Linked DNA regions of Mus musculus: region 2 is linked to region 1. A link is a contact called in public HiChIP or PLAC-seq data. All regions are on one chromosome and are shown on one strand. The core of a region is the stretch at or near the end of the contact, and the rest is flanking DNA. Distances in the headings are between cores, read along the strand shown. Region 1 has its middle 23 kb from the start of Mn1. Region 2 overlaps Gm36794 (a long non-coding RNA gene).

Region 1 (4,103 bases), core at 1,195-3,694:
ACAAACTAGCCAGGAGGAGGCAGTGTAGCTGGAATAGAACAAGACATTATGAGCAGAGGGACCAAGGAATCTGCGCATGGCCCTGTTTTGTGGGACAGCATTGAGCACAGGCATGTGACCTGTCTACTTTAGAATCAGGAAGCTCCTCTGAGGGGGAGGGAGGAGCCCTAGTCAGGCAGTGAGAAAGGGCAGGTCCTCAGAGTTTTCTGAGGGTGGAGACCACAGCATCCAACACCGGTGCAAAAGGTGTGACTGCCCCAGCCAGGGAGCTGGATGGAGCCAGCGTCCAACTTGGCTGCACCCTTACCTCCCTCTACCGCAGCCTGCGCCTGGGGCTTTAGTTAGCCCACCTGAACAAACACGCGCTGCCTGCCACTGAAGCCAATGGGCTCCAGCCAGAGGCTTTGGTCCTGCTGGATGGACCCTAGGCTCCTTTTGGCAGCTCCTGATTGGCTGCCGTTCTCTTGCCAACAATGCATTTCAGGGGCCCACTTAAAAGTCTTTCCATCTGCACCGTACAGGCAGCCCCGAGCCACTGGAGATGGCATGCGGCTTTGAGTGTGATGGGTGGGGGGGCCGGCCTCTTGCTTTCTTGCCCACAGCCTCAGTTGCTGAGGAGCCTCTGAGATCTGCCTGCCTTATTGCACTGTGTTCCATCTGGAAACTTTCAGGGTCTTGTTTTTTTTTTTTTTTTTTTTTTTTTTTTAAACACACACACACACACACACACTCCACTTCTTTTGGTTATTTGAGAAAGGGCCTCCCTATGTTGATCTGGCTGGCCTGGAACTCACTACATAACTAAAGCCGGCCTCGGAGATCTGCCTGCTTCTACCCTGGGTTCAGGGATTAAAGGTGTGCGCCAATACACTTGGTTCTTACTAGCTCCTTTTAAGTCTAATTCCCATGTGTAGACTCTCTTTGATCTAATTTCTCATCAAGTCTTCCCTCTAAACCCAAAGGCACACGAGATGTCAGGCCATGGAGTCACTTGAGACTCACTACTGTGGTTGCCAAATTCATGGGCCCTGTCAGAGTCACCACAGAACACACCACAATGTAGGACTTTCAGAGTGAGCTCCAGAGGTTCTCTCTGCAGATCTAGAGTAGACAGGGCCATAGGGTAGGCAACTGTCTCAGTTTGCCCAGCTCTGAATGGTACAGAGGAGATAGGGGCTCAGCCAGAGCAGCCCTGGGTAAACTGGGTTGCTGGACCCATCTGGTACAGGGAGCCCTGAAGAGTCAGTACTCCCAGGTGGTGAGATGCAGGGCTTCAGGCTTCCCTGCACCACATGCTGAGACCCAGGAGGAGTCTAGGACAGGACGGAGCATACACACAGAGGCAGTCGATATTCCCCAGAGTGAAAGCAATTCCCCCCTACCCCAAGATCTGCCTCTGCATCCTTCAGCATAGCAGGTGAGCATGATCAGTAACAATTAAAAAGTGTTGATCAGCTCATCTGAGTGGGGACAGCAGACTTGTTGGTATTTCAGGGGCCAAGTTTCCCAGCAGCCCCCAGCTGGGCACAGCTGAGCTTTAGCTTCTGGGAGCTGCAGGGTATTTGGAATAAAGGCTCAACCTTGGAGAAGTATTAATGAAAATGTCACAGGCACTAAAGTCAAAGCAGATGTGAAGCCAGCTACACAGGCAGACCTAGCTGATAAGAAACAGCCCAGGAGAGAATAAAAACCTCTTGAGATTAGGTCAAGGACAGAAGGGGGGAGTAGGCACCCAGGGGTCCCCCCATGGCAACTCAGGGGAGCCTGTCGTTCCTGCAGAACAAGCTGACATTTCTGTGCTGCCGTGTTATATATTGACATCCCGACAGGGCAGCGTTTGGAGGCCTCCACATCAGCAAATAAATATTACGTCTCCATCTTCAGCTAAGCAGAGCTGTGGTGCATTCCTATTACTTCATGTGGATTAACCATCTGGAAGTTGAATCAAGCCACAGAGTAAAGAATGGGATCCAATTTTGCATTCACCAAAATAAGCCGTACTAGTCTCAATTTATGGCAGATGGTTATGCAGTCTCAGCGGGCCAAAGAATCTCTCTGCAAAAGAATAAAGTTCATGCCAATTACTGTAATAGGAACCGGTACAACAACTGTGTGAAGCTGACGAAGATCGCAGTGATCGCTGAACAGCTCGTAAACCGTGGGGGGGCCAGGGAGCAATGGGCACCCAGTTAATTCATTAAGATAACGGGAGAGACGAGAAAGCACATGCAGTCATAAAGCAGAAATGTTTCCTCGCAAAATGGGAGAGAGTTGAGAGGCTGTTGTTGGGTCACTCGAGCCACAGGCAGGGGGGAGGAAATGGTTAACGGCAGGAGGCACTCAAGCCAGGAATGGGTTAAATCCTGGGCTGCTCTGTTCCAGTCATTCAAAGCAGACCTGGTCTCAGAATCTGGCGTGAGGCCATTGTGGGTGGAGCCTGGGGGTGAGTGGCAAGAATGAACCGGTGGGAACATTGCAGGCTGCTGCCAGAGGGCCAGGCATACATGCACACCTTTGGGAAAGCGTCTTTGGCTGCAGCAAGCTCAATATGCCTGGATGTACCTGTCCATGGCAGTCTGGGGAGAACGGAGCACTGTATGGAAAGAACACTTTGAGTTCTCCCTGTGAGACTGGCTTCAGGTTACAGCACTGCCTGGCTCCTATACAATGGCCCAGTGTTTACATCTGTCTTTAGATGAAAACTGCTATACTCTTGTAACAGGGTGACCAACGGTCCCTGTTTGTCCATGACTGTCTTGGTTTTAGAGTCAAAGTCTGGCCTCCCAGGAATCCTTTGTCCTGGGCAATGCACGCTGGCTGGTGACTCTAGCTAAGAGCCCAACCAGGGCACGAAGTGTTGTTTTCATGTTTCCTTGTCACAGAGCCATGTCCCATGTTAGTGTCGACAATCCAGACTTTCACTGGCGGGACACCAAGGCTCAGAGGGGTCAAGCTTCATTTGGGGCCTATTGTTCAGTAACGGGGGTGGGTGGGCAGGCATCGGAGTACATGTGCGAGACGCCAAAGCCCTTCAGCCAGCATGGCCTCTGGCAGAGTGTGAGCAGACAGCTCCATGCTAAGACTCCGTGGTTTCAAGCACACTTGCAGGGCTCACTAGCAGGAGACGGGTAGCAACAGTAAGGCCTCCGAGCAAGCACAGGGTCACCATCTCATCCCAGCACTTCCCCACCTCCCAGCATCCTGAGATGATGGCTGCCGCATAGCTGAGCCTTGGGGTAGATCGCAATGAGATGTGAGATCTAGGGCAGTGAAGTCCCACCATGGACAGCACTAACATGCACAGATCCAGACCTCAACCTCATGAGTAGAAAAGCTGTGCCTGTCACTCAGTAGGGGCTGAGAGGAAGACTGGAATCCCAATAGATCCCATATTAACAGGATCCTGAATTCATGGCCCACTAGACCGCCAACAGATACTGTCCTCAGCCAGATAGGCAATGCTGGGCAGGAGTGTAGGGGAAGTGGTCTCTGGTGAAGTAGAACAGCCCTGACCTCAGGGTTGCTCCACCCGGGGATTTACAGGTCAGGCTCCCCTGACACCCCAACTGCTGTCAAGCACACTTAGAAGGAACACACCACAGGCTCCTGGAGACCCCTCATGTCCACAGCACTAACACAAAGCCAGCTGGAGGTTGGGGGGAAGACATGGTACTACTGAGGTAGGGGGCCTCAGTAGGGGGGCAGAGCAGTTACCACCCCTTCCATATTAGTGAGACCTCCGAGTGTGGAGTCTTAGGGTTTGCCTGCCACCATGGAGAAGCTCAGCTGTGCCTCAGAGGACTTTATGAGGAGACATTATGAAGATGTTGGTTATCAGAGGTGGCACATGCTGACAATCCAGCATGAAGTTGGATCTTTTGAGTTTGAGGCCAGCCTGGTCTACAGAACAGGGCTACACAGAGAAACCGTTGTCTCAAAATGCACGCACACACACACACACACACACCACACACACACACACACAGACACACACACACACACACAGACACACACACACACACACACACACACACACACACACACACGTGTGCGCGTGCACGCGCTGAGCGGCAAAGCTGTTCTGCTTTTATGCAATCCACATG
Region 2 (4,103 bases), core at 565-3,064, 510 kb before region 1:
TTCCCTGGATACACTGCTTCCTGAATGCTGTTCTCCCTCTCTGCTCTGCTCCCTGGTTGCTGTGCTCCCTGTATGCTATGCTCCCTATCTGCTGTGCTCCCTGTATACTATGGTCCCTAGCTGCTGTGCTCCCTGGATGTTGTGTGCCCTGGATGCTGTGCTCCCTGGCTGTTGTGCTCCCTAAATGCTATGCTCCCTGAATGCTATGCCCCTGGCTACTATGTTCCCTGGATTCACTGTTCCCTGAATGCTGTGCTCCCTGACTGCTATGCTCCATACCTGCTGTGCTCCCTAGATGCTGTTGTCCCTAGATGTGCCCCCTAGCTGCTGTGATCAATGGATGTTGTGTGCCCTGGTTGTTGTGTGCCCTGGATGCTGTGATCCCTGGATGTTGTGTCCCCTAGCTGCTGTACTCCCTGGATGTTGTGCCCCCTAGCTGCTGTACTCCCTGGATGCTGTGTTCCCTGATTGCTGTGCTCCCTGGATGCTGTGCTCCCTAGCTGCTGTTCTCCATGGATGCTATGCTTTCTGATTGCTGTGATCCCTGGCTACTCTGCTCCCTGGCTGCTGTGCTCCCTAGATAGTCTGCTCCCTGAATGCTGTGCTCCCTGGATGCTATGTTCCCTAGCTACTGTGCTTCCTGACTGCTCTGCTCCCAGGCTTCTGTGCTCCCAGGCTGCCATGCTCCCTGAATGCTATGCTCACTCTGGCCCGTGAGCGAGTTTGTAAGACATGAGTTCAGTGAGAAGAACTTTAGCTGAGGGGTTAAGTGTGGATCTCTTTTCCTGATGGATTTCTGGATGGCCTCCTTCCTCAGGATCATCTCTTTGGGGAGGGGTGAGCATCTCTACAGAGAGTGGAAGAAGGGGGCATCTGTTGTTCTGGATTTCCATCTGGAGACATGATGGGAACAGCAATGTCTCCAAAGGGTGGATGAAGGAAGAGAAAAAGGGCTCTGGCTGGAGGTGTCTCTCTGAAGGAGGCAGAAGAAGTCACAGGTAAACTGGAGGCAGGCATCTGGGCAGACAGAGATCAAGAGGAAGAGGGAGGTGGAAAGAGACAATGGCGGAGAGACAGATGAGACAGGTAAGTGGAGAGGGAAGGGGAAAACAGGAGAGAAAGAAGAGAAATAGGAGAGAAAACAGAACGGGAAGGCCTGAGGGAAAGAGTGAGGGGCCTCAGTAGAAAAGGGACGAGAATGTGAGGAGATTGCAGAAACAGCCTTTTCCACTAGGTCTTCCTGAAGACACTGGCACAGCCCCAACCTGTAGGGCTTCCGTTTCAGGACCTTGGACAGAGACCTCTCCCCCTTACCATTGCTAGTGGCCCTGGGCAGAAGTCAGACCTGGGAGGCATCATCTTTCCCTGAGTTTCTCCGTGGACAGCTACTCTGCTACAGAAGGTCTGGATGGGAGCTGCTATAAGGAACTATAGTCTCTAGGAACTTTAAAATAATCCCAAAGGTTGAAGCAATGCCCGGGTTTTTAGCCACTGCTTTGCAGCAAAGGCCTCGGGGGTTGGGTGTATTAAAACCATGCCTTGAGCACTCTCACATCCAGTTGTTGCTTTATCAACATGACAGGAGTTCTGCCTTTTCTCAACTCCAAAGAGTTGCTTATCTAATAGAGAACATGAAACCCAGAGTGGGCAGCAGGTTACCCCAGGCCACACAGCCGATAGAATGTTACCTTGGAGAGCGAGAGAGCCTGAGCTGTTACAAGGCTTAGCATTTCACCCTTTCCTTAGCCCTGCCCCAGGGCTGCCTGTCACCAGGCCATCTGACACTCTGAGCCCCATGGGAAATCTGTAGACTCAACTCACTTCCCGCATGAATAAACTCCAGCCACAGAGAAACCCAGACACATTGAATTCCCCTCCCTCATTTGTTCTCCGGCCCATTTCACATCCCAGTGCTCCTGGTAAACCAACCTGCTGTCCTCACCCCAGAGCAGGGAGAACAGAAAGACCAGCCCCCGTGGGGACACCAACCACAAGATCCGGCTCCTGTTCAAAAATGGCTGCGCTGTGAAGCTGATCACAGCCTCTGAGAAAACCAGAGCTGAGTTCTGTGGAGCTGGTGGCTGGCGAGGCCCCTCTGCAGGATGGATGTAGGACAGGGGTTAGGGAGGGGATTTTCTTCTGCCAGCCCCAGGCTTCTCTTGAGATCTTTAGGATGTGCAAGACACAGGATGCAGGACAAGGATATCATTTCTTGCACTTCTTGGGAAGTTCTGTTGCAGCATCTGCAAGACGTCAAAGACCAGCTGAAGTAGGGAGAGGAGGGGATAAATAGGGAGGGCCAAGGAAAGGAGGAAGAGGAGGAAGAGGAGGATGGAGATGAGAAGGAAGGGAGGAGAGGGAGTGGGGAAGAGCAGAAGGTGGTAGTGATGGTGTAACTCAGTCCTGATTTCTTCTCAACTGACAAGGCTGGTGACAGAGTTAGATTTAGAGGGTGAAGCTGTGAACCATCTGTGTTCACACTGCATGATACTGGTGCACACTGGCTAGGGACTCACTTCCCCTCACTAGCATCCACATCCATCCTGGGGAAGGAGATGGTTGAGAATCCATCCATCCTGTGTCCTCTAGAGCCCTGGGGGGCACAGAGGCTTTCTGAAGTTTCCCTGGTCCAGGTGTTCCTAGGGAGACTAATGGACTGTGAAAGAAGGCTGTCCCCATACCATCTGCCCCATCTTTTTTGAGCAGTGTCTCAAGATACCCTGCCTCAGTTTCCTGCCTGCTCAGTGGGAATGGGTGGGATGTAGTGGCTACAGAGGCTCTCAAAGATCTGGCATTGTAGAGCACCCATGTTCACCCATGAGAGCACCCGGTGCTGAAGGAGTCTCAAGGGCATTTGTAGCTTCCAACTTATGGGCACATGGGGATTCTGTCAGCGCCAGAGAGCTCTCTGGGGGAAATATAGCTACCAACAGACATAGACTCTGGGGGAAAGGTCTCTGGAGACAGAAGCTAAAGTCCCCAGGCTCCTGAGGTCCCCAAGCTGAAGAAGGGAGAGGCAATGTGCCTTCAGTTCTCTAGAGCTTGTGCAGTAATCAGCTTGGGAAATAGTGGGTCAAAGGGAGGGATTGAGGTAGTCTCAACCCTCTGACTCCCCAGTGGCTCAGATTTTGTGGCACTCAGCTGGCTGGTGGGCTCACCTTGAACTATATACCCAGGAAGTGGGAAAAATGTCACAGCCTCTGTGTTTAGCTGCTTCCCATATGCGTAGGGGCCTGGCCTCTAGGACCCTGCAGAATGGTGAGCCTTACATTTTCTCCTGTAGCCGACAGTGAATCCTGCAGGAAGAGACACATCATGCAAATGGTAACTGTGGGGTCAGGTGTCCAGCATTGGTGATGTCAGAGGTAGGAAGCTGTGGGCTCCAGCAGCCAAGATGGCCTTCTGTGACATATGCAAATCCTGAGCTGATCTGGGAAGTCCTGACCTTGGACAGGACTTTGTTTCCTGGAGGAAGCCACCTCCATCCTTCCAGCTCTGAGGCCTCTCCTAGACTCTTCCTTCCATGGGGTGGGGAAACAGGTACATCAGAGTAGAAGGATGTATGAGGACCCACAAAGAAGGGAGGAAGCCTCCTGCACCTCCCCACAGCATCCAGGACTGTCAGAGAAGCACACACACACACACACACACACACACACACACACACACACACACACACAAATGCCAGGCAAGGCTGAGGGGCTTTGTCTTGTTCTGTGTCAAGGATTCTGACATACGTGATTGGAACCGTGAGGACTGAAGTTCTGCTCTGTCTGAGTGCTTGAACTGCATGGCCCTGCTGAGTGACCTTGGGCCAGGGAGAGTTATCCTCTCCGAGCTTCAGTTTCCTCAGGAATGATTTGGGAAACGAAGCTTCTCTTTGGCGATGCCAGGCTCTGCAGATCCACTGGTGCTCACTGCCAACTGTCTTCCTTACTGGACTCTAAAAAGAAAACGTTTAGTGACAATGGAATAGTTAATGCATGCCACATCCCTCTGTATGCTAAAGGTCGTTCTGAAGGAACATACTAGATTGCTCTATAGCCATTCACACTCTTCACAAACGTGGAGCAGGGTCTCCAAAAGGCTTTGTGTCTCGGTCA

What was found. HiChIP or PLAC-seq counts read pairs in DNA pulled down with a chosen protein or histone mark.
Region 2: an H3K4me3 HiChIP or PLAC-seq map of craniofacial prominence shows a contact between it and region 1, with 5 times the contacts expected there. The contact joins two enhancer-like sites. A contact is called at or near these places in 2 of 484 Hi-C or Micro-C datasets (cerebral cortex and pro-B cells), 11 of 115 datasets of contacts at active chromatin or transcription factors (a beta-TC-6 cell line, craniofacial prominence, embryonic basal ganglia and 8 more) and 2 of 9 other capture datasets (embryonic tail and embryonic trunk).

The regions. Positions count from the first base shown.
Region 1 is chr5:111,392,337-111,396,439 of GRCm38.p6, reverse strand. No RefSeq gene overlaps it. Among named protein-coding and RNA genes, the nearest start is that of Mn1, 23 kb to the left of the region's middle. Within about 2 kb of position 2,444, at least 83 of the 459 cell types and tissues checked have an H3K27ac peak or open chromatin away from gene starts, as enhancers often do. A contact at or near this core is called in craniofacial prominence and embryonic tail, where this site is marked.
Region 2 is chr5:111,899,087-111,903,189 of GRCm38.p6, reverse strand. The region is part of intron 3 of Gm36794 (a long non-coding RNA gene); the gene reads left to right. Among named protein-coding and RNA genes, the nearest start is that of Gm29935, 7.9 kb to the right of the region's middle. Within about 2 kb of position 1,814, at least 27 of the 459 cell types and tissues checked have an H3K27ac peak or open chromatin away from gene starts, as enhancers often do. A contact at or near this core is called in craniofacial prominence and embryonic tail, where this site is marked.